Linked DNA regions of Gossypium hirsutum: region 1 is linked to region 2. The links are chromatin contacts, called in public Hi-C maps. All regions are on one chromosome and are shown on one strand. The core of a region is the stretch at or near the end of the contact, and the rest is flanking DNA. Distances in the headings are between cores, read along the strand shown. Region 1 has its middle 45 kb from the start of LOC121220478. Region 2 has its middle 28 kb from the start of LOC121220478.

Region 1 (5,522 bases), core at 1,932-4,431, 75 kb before region 2:
CCTAGAACCCAAATAATTCCATTTCGAACCTCGTCTTAGACTTGCATAAACCCTTCTATAACCGAGAGCCATTTCTAGGATAAAGAACCTCCGGGACTATCAACCTTATACTTTGACTGAAGAACTTGTACCCATAGCTGATTCAAACAAGCCACCAACGTATAGCCATTCTTAACAAGAAAACTATTATTCATTTGAACCATGCTACAAAATCCAAGACCTCCTTCATCAATCCCACGGAATAAATTTTCCCAATTGACAAGGTTGATCACCTTTGAGTCATTTGTCTTTCCCCACACAAAATTACGTCCATCTCTAAACAAAGGCTTGTTCGAAGAACCGGTTTTTGCATAACATATACTAGTATAAAAACTACACCGATTTAGCAATAGTGATTTGACCCGCAAGGGACACTGTACGCGCTTTCCAACTAGCTAATTTCAAATTTATTTTATGAATCACATAACTATAAGTCTCATTGGTTACTCATCTGTGTAGAAGAGGGACACCCAAATATTTACCACGGCTATCAACAGTAGCAAAACCCAATCCTTTGCTTATAGAGCCCTTCAAAAACATGTGATTATTTTTAGAGGAATAAACTTGAGTTTTTGAAACACTAACCTTATGACCTGATTGAAAAGAACAATTCTGCAAGACATTGTTAATCATCTCCATTTGATCTAAAATTGCCTATGCGAAACGAATGAGATCGTCAGCAAAGAAAAGATGGGAAATTATTGGTCCAGATCAATTAAATTTGAAAGGCTTCCATCGTTGCTCTTGAACTTCTTTTTGTATAGTATGAGCAAGTCGTTCCATACATAAAACAAACAGGTAAGGCAATAATGGGTCTCCTTGCCTAATACCACGTGAAAGACAAAAAACGTGAAAGAGGTCCCCATTCCAACTCAATTGCATCGAAACAGAATGCACACAATTCATAATGAGCCTCCTAATATTAGTCAGGATCCTAACATCCAAAAGGGTATCTTTAATAAATTTCCAGTCCAACCTACCATAAGCCTTTTCCAAATCAATTTTCATTGCCATAAATCCTTTTTGACCCCTTTTCTTCTACATGGTGTGTATAATCTCTTGTGCAATAATAATATTATCTGAGATAGAACGACCAGGAACAAAGCTAACTTGATTAAGTTGAACCTAATTGCTTATGAACTCCTTCATACGGTTAATCACAACTTTTGTTATCACCTTATAGAGAATGTTGCAGAGACTTATCATTCAAAAATATTGAATCTGTTCTGGTTTTTCCACCTTTGGAATAAGAACAATGACTGTACAATTTACCCAATCATCGATATTCCCATCCAAGAAAGCATCATGAACAAATGAACAAATAGATCTCCCAACCACTTCCCAATTCTTCTGATAAAACATTACATGCATCCCATCAATACCCAGTAATTTTTGTGGATGCATGTCAAACATAACCTTCTTAATCTCATCGTCGATTACCTCAACAGATAATTTTTGAAATACCAGTGCCTCCAAAGGAGGAAAATAACCCCTCATAGCAGAAAAACCTTTCACCGAATCATCTTTGGTAAACAGGTATTTGTAGAAATTTATAGCCAAGGTTTTTAATACCCAATCATCATCACACCACTCACCAGAATCGAATCGCAAAGCATGTACACTATTCACACGATGTCTATGCGATGCAGTGAGATGAAAAAACTACATATTCTGTTCTCCTTCCGTGATGCATTTAGAGTAGGCCCTTTACATCCAAAGGCTCTCTTATTGACTCAAAAGAATGTCTAATTCTTTTTTCAAGTCTTTTTCCAATTGGAGGAGGAAAATTGAATTAGAATTATACAAAGCATGTTCAATTCTCGCTAGTTGTCGAAAGATATTTCGTTTTCGCTTACCAATATGCCCAAACACCTCCACATTCCATTTCTTCACATCACGAGTAAACACATTTATATTCGTAAGAGCATATTTCTTTGGACCCCAAACTGATTAAAGGAAACCTTTAAAAAGAGGGTGATTTTGCCAAGCTGCCAGAAACTTGAATACAAGATTTGCTGATTCTGTTATGAATAGTTAAAAGAAGCGGACGATGATTCGATCCAATTTATTCCAAATGTTTCACCAGAGAGTTAGGGAACATATTAATCCACTCCTTACTACCAATGCATCGATCAAGCCTTTGAAAAAGATTCCCTCTTCCCCACGTAAATTTTGGACCGCTATATAGCCAAGATCCAACAGACCCCTTGAAAAATAAAATCCTTAAAAGGAACATTACCCAAAGACCCATTCCTAGCACCACCTCTTCGTTCATTAGTCGAGACAATCGCATTAAGATCACCCCTAAGGACCCAAGGTTCATTGTTAGGCGGGGCTAAACTTAACAGTTGGTTCCATACCACTACCCTCTTTTTCGGGTTAGGGCTTGCAGAAACCATGGTAGCATAGCATGAAAATTTATGATAATCAAACTTGTAAATTATATGAATAAATTGATTACTTACTTGAATAATATTCACATCCAGTTCCTTCCGCCATAAAATCCAAATACCACCAGAGAAACCTTTCGCTTCAACTTTTAAAGAGTTATCAAAACCAGACTTCCGAATGAAATTGTCCACCTTCATACCGCTTATCATTGTTTCAAAAAAAGTGACAAGACAAGAATTATAATGTTTCATAAAAAAAATTAAAATATCTACCAAATTGAGAGTTATTTGCTCATTGGCAATTCCATAAAAAGAAATGAGACATAATTAAATAAAAGGAGAAATAGAACGGTGGACCTGGTCATCATCTTTTTGCTCTTCAGTCATGCCATCCGAAATTGAAAACAACTTCAAATTAGCTTTAAACCCCAAAATATTATCATGATTATCTAATTCACGAGTCATTGAATCAACCAAGTCAGATAACAACACCCCTAAAGGTTTGGCACGACTTTGTTTTTTTTTCGCACCTTAAAACCCCTATTGGTTATCTCATGCATGGATGTGCCCAAGTCATTTGTTGCATGCATGGGAGTTTTTGAAGAAGAAGTCAACAAATGACTTTCATGATTGGATTGACCCATTACCAATAAATTACTTTCATGATTAGGCAGGCCCACTACCACATTATTATCCTCAATAGTTACCACTTTATGACTTGATTTTGGTAAAGTATATACACAAACAGTAATTGGTTTAAACCCAGGTGGGACCCGCTGCCCAATTTCCTTATTTTCTCCTTCACCCACCTGCATACGTCTGCCTTCTTTGCTTAAAAATCTCGATTCTTCCATTTGAAAACCTCATCAAACCCTCCAAAGCTATTTCTTTGTGAAAATCCTACCATGATTCTTTCCTTGTTTGATTATCTATATATTTCTGTTGGACATTAACAATTTCTTGCGCAGATTCAGTTGCATCCTCATCGCCATTGATTGGCAATATTTGGAAGCACGAATTGCTTGCTCCTTCAGTCATCAATTAATTTTTCTTTCCTTCCATACTAGACTTTCCCGCATTAGTAGGTCTCCTTCTATGGTTCGGAGTGTCGAAACCATTTTTTTGAAAACAAAAAAAAATTTAGGTTGCCGACTTTAAAAAATAAAAATTGGGAGTCGCCACAAATCTTTTATTAAGGTGTGATTGGGTCACCTAAAACGACTTTGGTCTACGAATATTACAAAAACGGGTCCGGAAGTCGGTTACGTATGAGGAAGGATTAGCACCCTCATTACGCCCAAAAATTGGTGCCTAGTTAATTAATTAATGTCTTAAGGTCGAAAATTTTAAAAATATAATCTTTAAAAACTTAAAACGTTGCATATTAAGACCCTTTTCAATTCAGAGAAGCAAAAATGCCATACCCAATACGTTAGGGCACAACATTCTAATTTCTCCCAAAATGAATTAGGTCAGAATATTTATACAATAAAACTTTAAAAGAACATTCACTCATCCAAGATTTAAGAAATCACACCCAATACGTTAGGACATGATCCCTTTAGAATCCCAAACTCGGAATATTTCCTTTACTTTAAAAGAACATCCACTTATCCAAGATTTAAGAAATCACACCCAATACGTTAGGGCACAATTCCTTTAGAATCTCAAACTCGGAATATTTCCTTCATGATTTTTAAAAAAAATCTTCATTTCGAGAAATCAATGCGTCACATCCAATACGTTAGGACACAACGTGTTGAATTCCCAATAATGAGTTTTTATTTTTTTGATTGAAGAGAAATGCTCGATTGTCGGATTTAACGAAGAAAATCGGAACCCAATACGTTAGGGCTCAATTCTCTTGAAAATCCTAAATACGAACATTATTTCAATTTTAAAAATTTCTATCTTTAAATTTGAGTAAAAAATGATGTAACGTGATTTTATACATACAAATGCTATAATAATAATAACAATAATAAATACATCATCGACATAAAAATAATATAAGCAAATGAATAAACGAAATAATAAAAAAGTTAATCCATGACATGCAAAATATTAAATGTAAACACAATTATACAATGGATGGGATAGCAAACAAATAAATAAGGATCAAAAGGCATATAATATACACATGAAAATTATGAAGATTAAAAATATACATATAATTTACAAATAAAATTTTGGGTTATAGAATTTATATATAAATACAATACATAATATATAAAATAATAAAAAATTGGTATATTTTAAAAAAGAAAAAGTGAGTATTTAATCATTAAAAAAACGTAAATATATACATATAAATATGAAAATATTCATTAAAAAATATAGGAAAATATTCGTTTTAAAAAATATATATACATGTACATATAAAAGGAATATACATAGATAAAAAATTAAATAATGAGTACATTATCAAAATTAATTTTTTAAAAAATATATATACATATATATATACATATATAAATGTGAGAAAAATATAAGTTAAAAATATGTGCATAAAATATACATGTATAGATTTTAAAAAAATGATTACGTTATTAATAAATAAAATAAATGAAAAGAACAAAAAAAGAAAAGAAAAACTAAATTGAATTGCAATAAAAAACTAGGGTAAATCTGTAAATAAATAAAAGTAAAAGGATTAATTTGAACGCGCGAATTACATAGAGGGGCTGGAAGGGAAATTTTTCCTTCTCCTCTAAAACGATGCCGTTCAACTTAGACCCAATTGAAATAAAAATAAATAAAAGGGTAAATTAAGAAAAATAAAAAAACTTAATTACAAAAACATTAAAAGGCGGAGGGGCTAAATAAAATAAATAAAATTCGCAGTGGTATCACCTTCCCCCTTTTTTTAAATCATAAATAAGTAAAAAAATAATCGAAAGAAAAAAATAGTAAGCCACCTTTAAAAAAACTGTCAATCGTTCTCTTTTTTATTCCTCTTCCCCTTTTCTTCTTTTTTTTGAAGGGAGAGGCCTCTATTTATAGTTGAGCCTCACCAAATCCAACGGTACAAATCAGTTACATCAACGGCTGAGATTAAAGGGTATCTACAAATTAAATCTCTAAGATTACAAA
Region 2 (5,517 bases), core at 2,820-5,319:
ACATCTAATGGTGGGTTTTTTGTTCAAATATGCACTCAGTCAAACATTGCTTGTACGAGGAGTTTAAGTGTGTGAACATGGTAATCATGCATCAATGGGGGAATCCGACGGTTGGTAAACATGGTTTCTGATACATTCGTATAACACCCAATGTAGAGGGTGCATGAGATGGGAAGGAGTCGTGGTCATTTATGGGACTTAGGAAACAACTGGTAGGGTCGAGTCTCTGCACCTACATTTTTTGTCTTTTCTTTCCACTCTTTGTTGCTCATCTTTTAATCCCCCCCTCCCCCAACTCTCTCATCATCACCACAACCACTCTCCCATCTCTCGCTATCTTTTCTAGTCTCTGTCTCAGTCCCCCCTTGAACGAAGGCGAGACTCCTGGGGGTGGGGGATAAAAGGGTGAAACACATACACAAGCACTTTGTTACAAGTTGCAACTAACAAATCCGTGGGAAATTTGTTTTCTTTTGAATATAGTTTTAATTGGGATGTTGTAATGGAGTTACTCTTTGAGGGGAATGTTGTCTGACCCGAGGATGCTTCTATGAATCCATTTTTCCTTGCATTTGATGATTCTTCTTATGGATCTGATTGTTGTTGTAATGGAGTAAGGGATTGAGGTTTGTGCCAGTGCCGTCGGACCAGGCTTCATTCCCCCCCAATTGCTGCTCCTAAATGGAACTTCCCAACAAAGGCTATGTTCTACATCATGGACTGCAGCATGTAAAAGGTTTGATTTTCAGCTTAATTGATTATTTTGATTTTTCGGTGTTACCCCTTTTTTTATTTTCCTCTTTTGGAAGATTTATTTACGTCATTGGGTACTTTGTTTTGTTTTAAGAGCAATTAAGGGTTTTTTTTTATTTGCAGATTGGTGCAATGATAAGGGCTTTGACCAATTTCCTTTTCATCATTAACCTTGTTTTTTTTTTCTGTGAATGCATGATGTTGTTTTTGTCAGTCCAAACACACCTTTCTGGTTCATCATTAGGCAGGTTTTTCCCATGATGGCTTCCTGTATCCGATCTGTCTCTTTCAGATCTACCTTTAAACTTCGGTAGATTATTATTGTTATTATTATTTGCTAACCTCTCTAGGGTTTCAAGGTGGAGAAGGTTGGTTGCATCTTCCCTCAAAGTGAAACCTTTGGAACAATGCTTGGCCTGAGAAAAGGATCGAAGGTAAAATGGAAGTCAAATTCTTTCCCTTTCTTTTAACAGTTTGAAATTCCGATTGAAGTAATTAAGTGCATGCAATAACCAAATATAAATGTCCTTCACTTATACACACATACACATGGGTTTTTTTGTTTTTTTTATCAGCTTTCTTACCTGCTTTGCATAATCACTAACTTAGTTTCTGTCTATATATAGCTAGCTAGGTGGCTAGAACGAATAGTGGAGTTTTCATTGTTAAAGCAAAAAAGAAGAAAAAGGTTTTGGTCCCATGACATGTTAATCTAAAACCCTAAATTTGATCATAAAATGAGGTAATGAAAATCCAGGCCCTACAAACAGGGTTAAGGAGGTTTCCATGAGTGACTATCAGTTGAATGGAAGGCTGATTTTGCCGATGTTGGGAATTAGTGAAAGAACAAAAAACGAGGTGTATATATTGTTCACAACAAAATTTCCATAAGTTGCTATTTGGGGTTTTTTACACAAATGGTATAGAAAAAAACTACTGAAATAGGATGTCAAAAAAAAATTTACCAAAATAGGTTACTTTTTCATTGGAGCCTATTAGGTAGGCGCCAATGAATAAAATAATAATATTTTTTTTTGAATAAAATATTTTTTTTATATTTTTTTAATAATTTTTTTTTAAAAAATATGAGTCAAAATACGGTCAACAGGTCGGGTCGGGTGGCGCCTATCAGGTAGGCGCCAATGAAGGTGCCTCACAGAGAGGCGCCAATGAAGGTGCCTCATAGAGAGGCGCCAATGAATATTGTAATTTTGTATTAATATTGTAATTATTTTATAATTAAATTTGTATTTATAGTTTTAGATTAGTATTTTGTATGAATATTGTAATTTTTCATATGAATATTGTAATTTTGTGTTTGTAATTTTGTAATCAAAAAAATGAATTCAGTTAATTTGTTTCAAAAAATCAATAAATACTGTTAAATAAATACAAAATCAAATAAAATTTAATTATATAAAAGTTACATTATATAAAAATTAAATTAGTTAACAACAACCATATGATTAAAAAAGTCAGTTATAATTAAACTTTTAATAAAATGATTTTTAATTTTTTTATAATTAAACTTTTAATAAGATGATTTTTAATTTTTTTATAAACTTTATATGTAAACTCACCAAATATTAAACTAAACACAACAACTTATAGCTTAATCCTAAATTACTAATAAATTAAATTTTAAATAATTACAAACACAAAAATTTATAACATAATCCTAAATTACTAACAAATTAATTATAAAATAATTACAATATTCATACAAAAAATTACAATATTACAATATATCCCGACATTACAATATTCATACAAAATTACAAAATTACAATATTCATACAAAATTATAATATTACAATATTCATACAAAATTATAATATTCATATAAAAAATTACAATATTCATACAAAATACTAATCCAAAACTATAAATACAAATTTAATTATAAAATAATTACAATATTAATACAAAATTACAATATTCATTGGCGCCTCTCTGTGAGGCACCTTCATTGGCGCCTACTTGATAGGCACCACCCGACCCGACCCGACCCATTGACTGTATTTTGACTCGTATTTTTTTTAAAAAAATTATTAAAAAAATATAAAAAATATTTTATTCAAAAAAATAATTATTTTTTTATTCATTCGCGCCTACCTAATAGGCTCCAATAAAAAAGTAACCTATTTTGATAAAAAAAATTTCTGACATCCTATTTCAATATTTTGTTTTTTATATACCATTTGTGTAAAAAAACCCTTGCTATTTGCTTTACTCATGGGATGCCGAGGAACACAACACAAGAAGAAACAGTTGATTAGAAAGATTGGCAGGCTTTACTTATATGACATTATTTCTCCCATTCGCCTTGCTTCCCACCACCGGATAAGGTGCGTTTTATTCACTTTTAATCTTACTTTATATTTCTAATTAAGATTATTTTGTTTAGATTTTAAATATTGTATAGAACTCATAATCTGGTTATAAAATGTAATATCAATATCACTAATTCTTAAGTTATTTAACATTACGAGTGTGATCTAAAATTTTAGATAATTTTACTTTTTACTTTTATTATTTTAATCAGTTTTATTCTAAATATTAGTTTATTATTAATTATTATATTTTATTCTCAGAGTCTTATATTTAGTAACAATTAAATTTTTTATCGGTTAAAATCTGTCTTCTTTCAATATTGTGCTTATAAAAGATGTTTATATATTGATTTAACCTCAAAATTATAAACAATTATGATAGTATTCAATTCAAAGTTTGATTAAAATGAAATTAATGTATAAGTACTTGAGTTTATATAAAATATTGCATACAATCAAGCTATAAATTTATATTTTCCTGTGATTTCAACATCAAATTTAACCCATAACATTAAAATTGCTGAAATTCGGCAGATATAATATTTTAATGTTTATTACAAATATCGGTGTATAATTCTATATATTATTTCAAATTTTTAAAAATAAATTTATTTGTGTTCATTTTTTAGATGATGTATTATTTTATTCTATAGATGTATCATAGCTTATTAAGTAACGAAAGAAAGAATTAATTTATTTTTTCTTTTAATTTGGTTTCTGAAAATTATTAAACTTTCTGGTAATAACTACTACATTAGAACTTGTGTTTGCTGCAACTTTTCATGCTCGACTCGAAACCCCAGAAATCCATTTTTGTGAGAAAAATGGCAGGATATTGCTCAAAACTCAATCTCTGTTAGAGATCAGCGAGGCCCAAGTTTATCACACATCCGTTTTTTCAAGCCCAAACATTATTTAACAAACTCACGCCCAGAGACAACCCGGATGAGTGTCTGAGCGTCAGGTGATGGAGAACAATCAGAGTTTGGCAAAACGCTCGCCCCTGCCAACCTGAGCTATAACGATCCAAGCCCGTGAAATCCCAAACCTGTAACAGATCCGAGCTTAAAAAATTCGAACCCGAGATAACTCTGACTTAAAGCCCGATTTTATAACTAAACAACCATAATAGATATTAATAATTAATATAATTTTAAGATATCACTTAAAATATACATAAATGATACTTCTATATTTTTTGAAAATATATTCATAAACATTGCATATTTATATTACAATTTTACTGACAGGAGAAGTAATTAATAATAATTTTTTATGTTAAATAATAAAGTGAAATAAAATTTTAAAGACATTAGTTTAATATAAAATATTTTTAATACTATAATTATATATGTATAATAAATATATAAAATTGATAGTTATTAAAATCTATAAATTTGAAAATTAATGATAACATAATAATATATTATATCATTATTATCAAAACTAAAACCAATTACCTGACCTTAAATTGATATAATAAATTAGTATATTACTAATATATTATTAATAATATAATATATAACTATTACTAAAAATATAAATACATATATAACTATTATTATAATATAAATTATAATAAAATATATGATATTATAATGTTTAATCATCGATACATTTGTATATATATAAATTATTAATATTTTATATGATATATCATTATATAATATTGTAGGAGGACTAACTTTTAAATGTACAAAAAATATAAAGACTTAATGTAAAAATCCGATTTTCAGTGGTATCAGAAACAGTGGTTCAAGACCACAAAATTCGATGAGTAAGCTCATAAATTTTATTATTTAGTATTTACGAGTTAAATGTGATTTTAGGAAAATTTTTGAATTAGTAGTTTGTGTTTTATAAGGATTTATTAGGTTAAATGGTTTAGAAAACGAGGTATCGAGACCTCGATTTTATAAACCAAATCGTAAATATTTTTACAAATATTTAAAAAGTTTTATTAATGTAGTATTACAGTTTCGTTAAAAAATTTTAACGTTTTGATAGTTAATTAATTAAAATGGACTAAATTGAAAAATGTGCAAAACTTGCTAATTAAAGAAATAGTGATTAAATAGCCCAAATGATAAATAAGGGAGGACCAAAAGGGAAAATTGACACAACAAGGGATGGCTGAGGCGGCATAAGCAGAAAAAAAATCATGAAATTAGGCGAAACAAGGGCAAAATGGGAAATAAAATAAAAATTAAAATAGCTAAATTGGGATTTAAGAGTTTCTAGACATTTCAACACCAAATTTCAGCCTAAAAACACCATAAGAGAGAACTTGAGAAGCTGGTTTCATATTTTTGATTCAAGTGAGTTCAATTCTTGCCTTTTTCTTGGAACTTTTATGTTTTTAAGACTTTTACAATTAGGTCCAACTAACTATTTCATTAGTTTTTGATTTTATTGGAAATTTTGAAAGTTA

What was found. A called contact is a pair of places that touch in the nucleus more often than the background predicts.
Region 1: a Hi-C map of leaf shows a contact between it and region 2, with 7 times the contacts expected there. The contact joins two enhancer-like sites. A contact is called at or near these places in 10 of 34 Hi-C or Micro-C datasets (callus, fibers, hypocotyl and 2 more).

What each region holds. Positions count from the first base shown.
Region 1 is chrD08:48,672,475-48,677,996 of Gossypium_hirsutum_v2.1, reverse strand. No RefSeq gene overlaps it. Among protein-coding and RNA genes, the nearest start is that of LOC121220478, 45 kb to the right of the region's middle. Within about 2 kb of position 3,181, at least 3 of the 9 cell types and tissues checked have an H3K27ac peak or open chromatin away from gene starts, as enhancers often do. A contact at or near this core is called in leaf, where this site is marked.
Region 2 is chrD08:48,598,798-48,604,314 of Gossypium_hirsutum_v2.1, reverse strand. No RefSeq gene overlaps it. Among protein-coding and RNA genes, the nearest start is that of LOC121220478, 28 kb to the left of the region's middle. Within about 2 kb of position 4,069, at least 1 of the 9 cell types and tissues checked has an H3K27ac peak or open chromatin away from gene starts, as enhancers often do. A contact at or near this core is called in leaf, where this site is marked.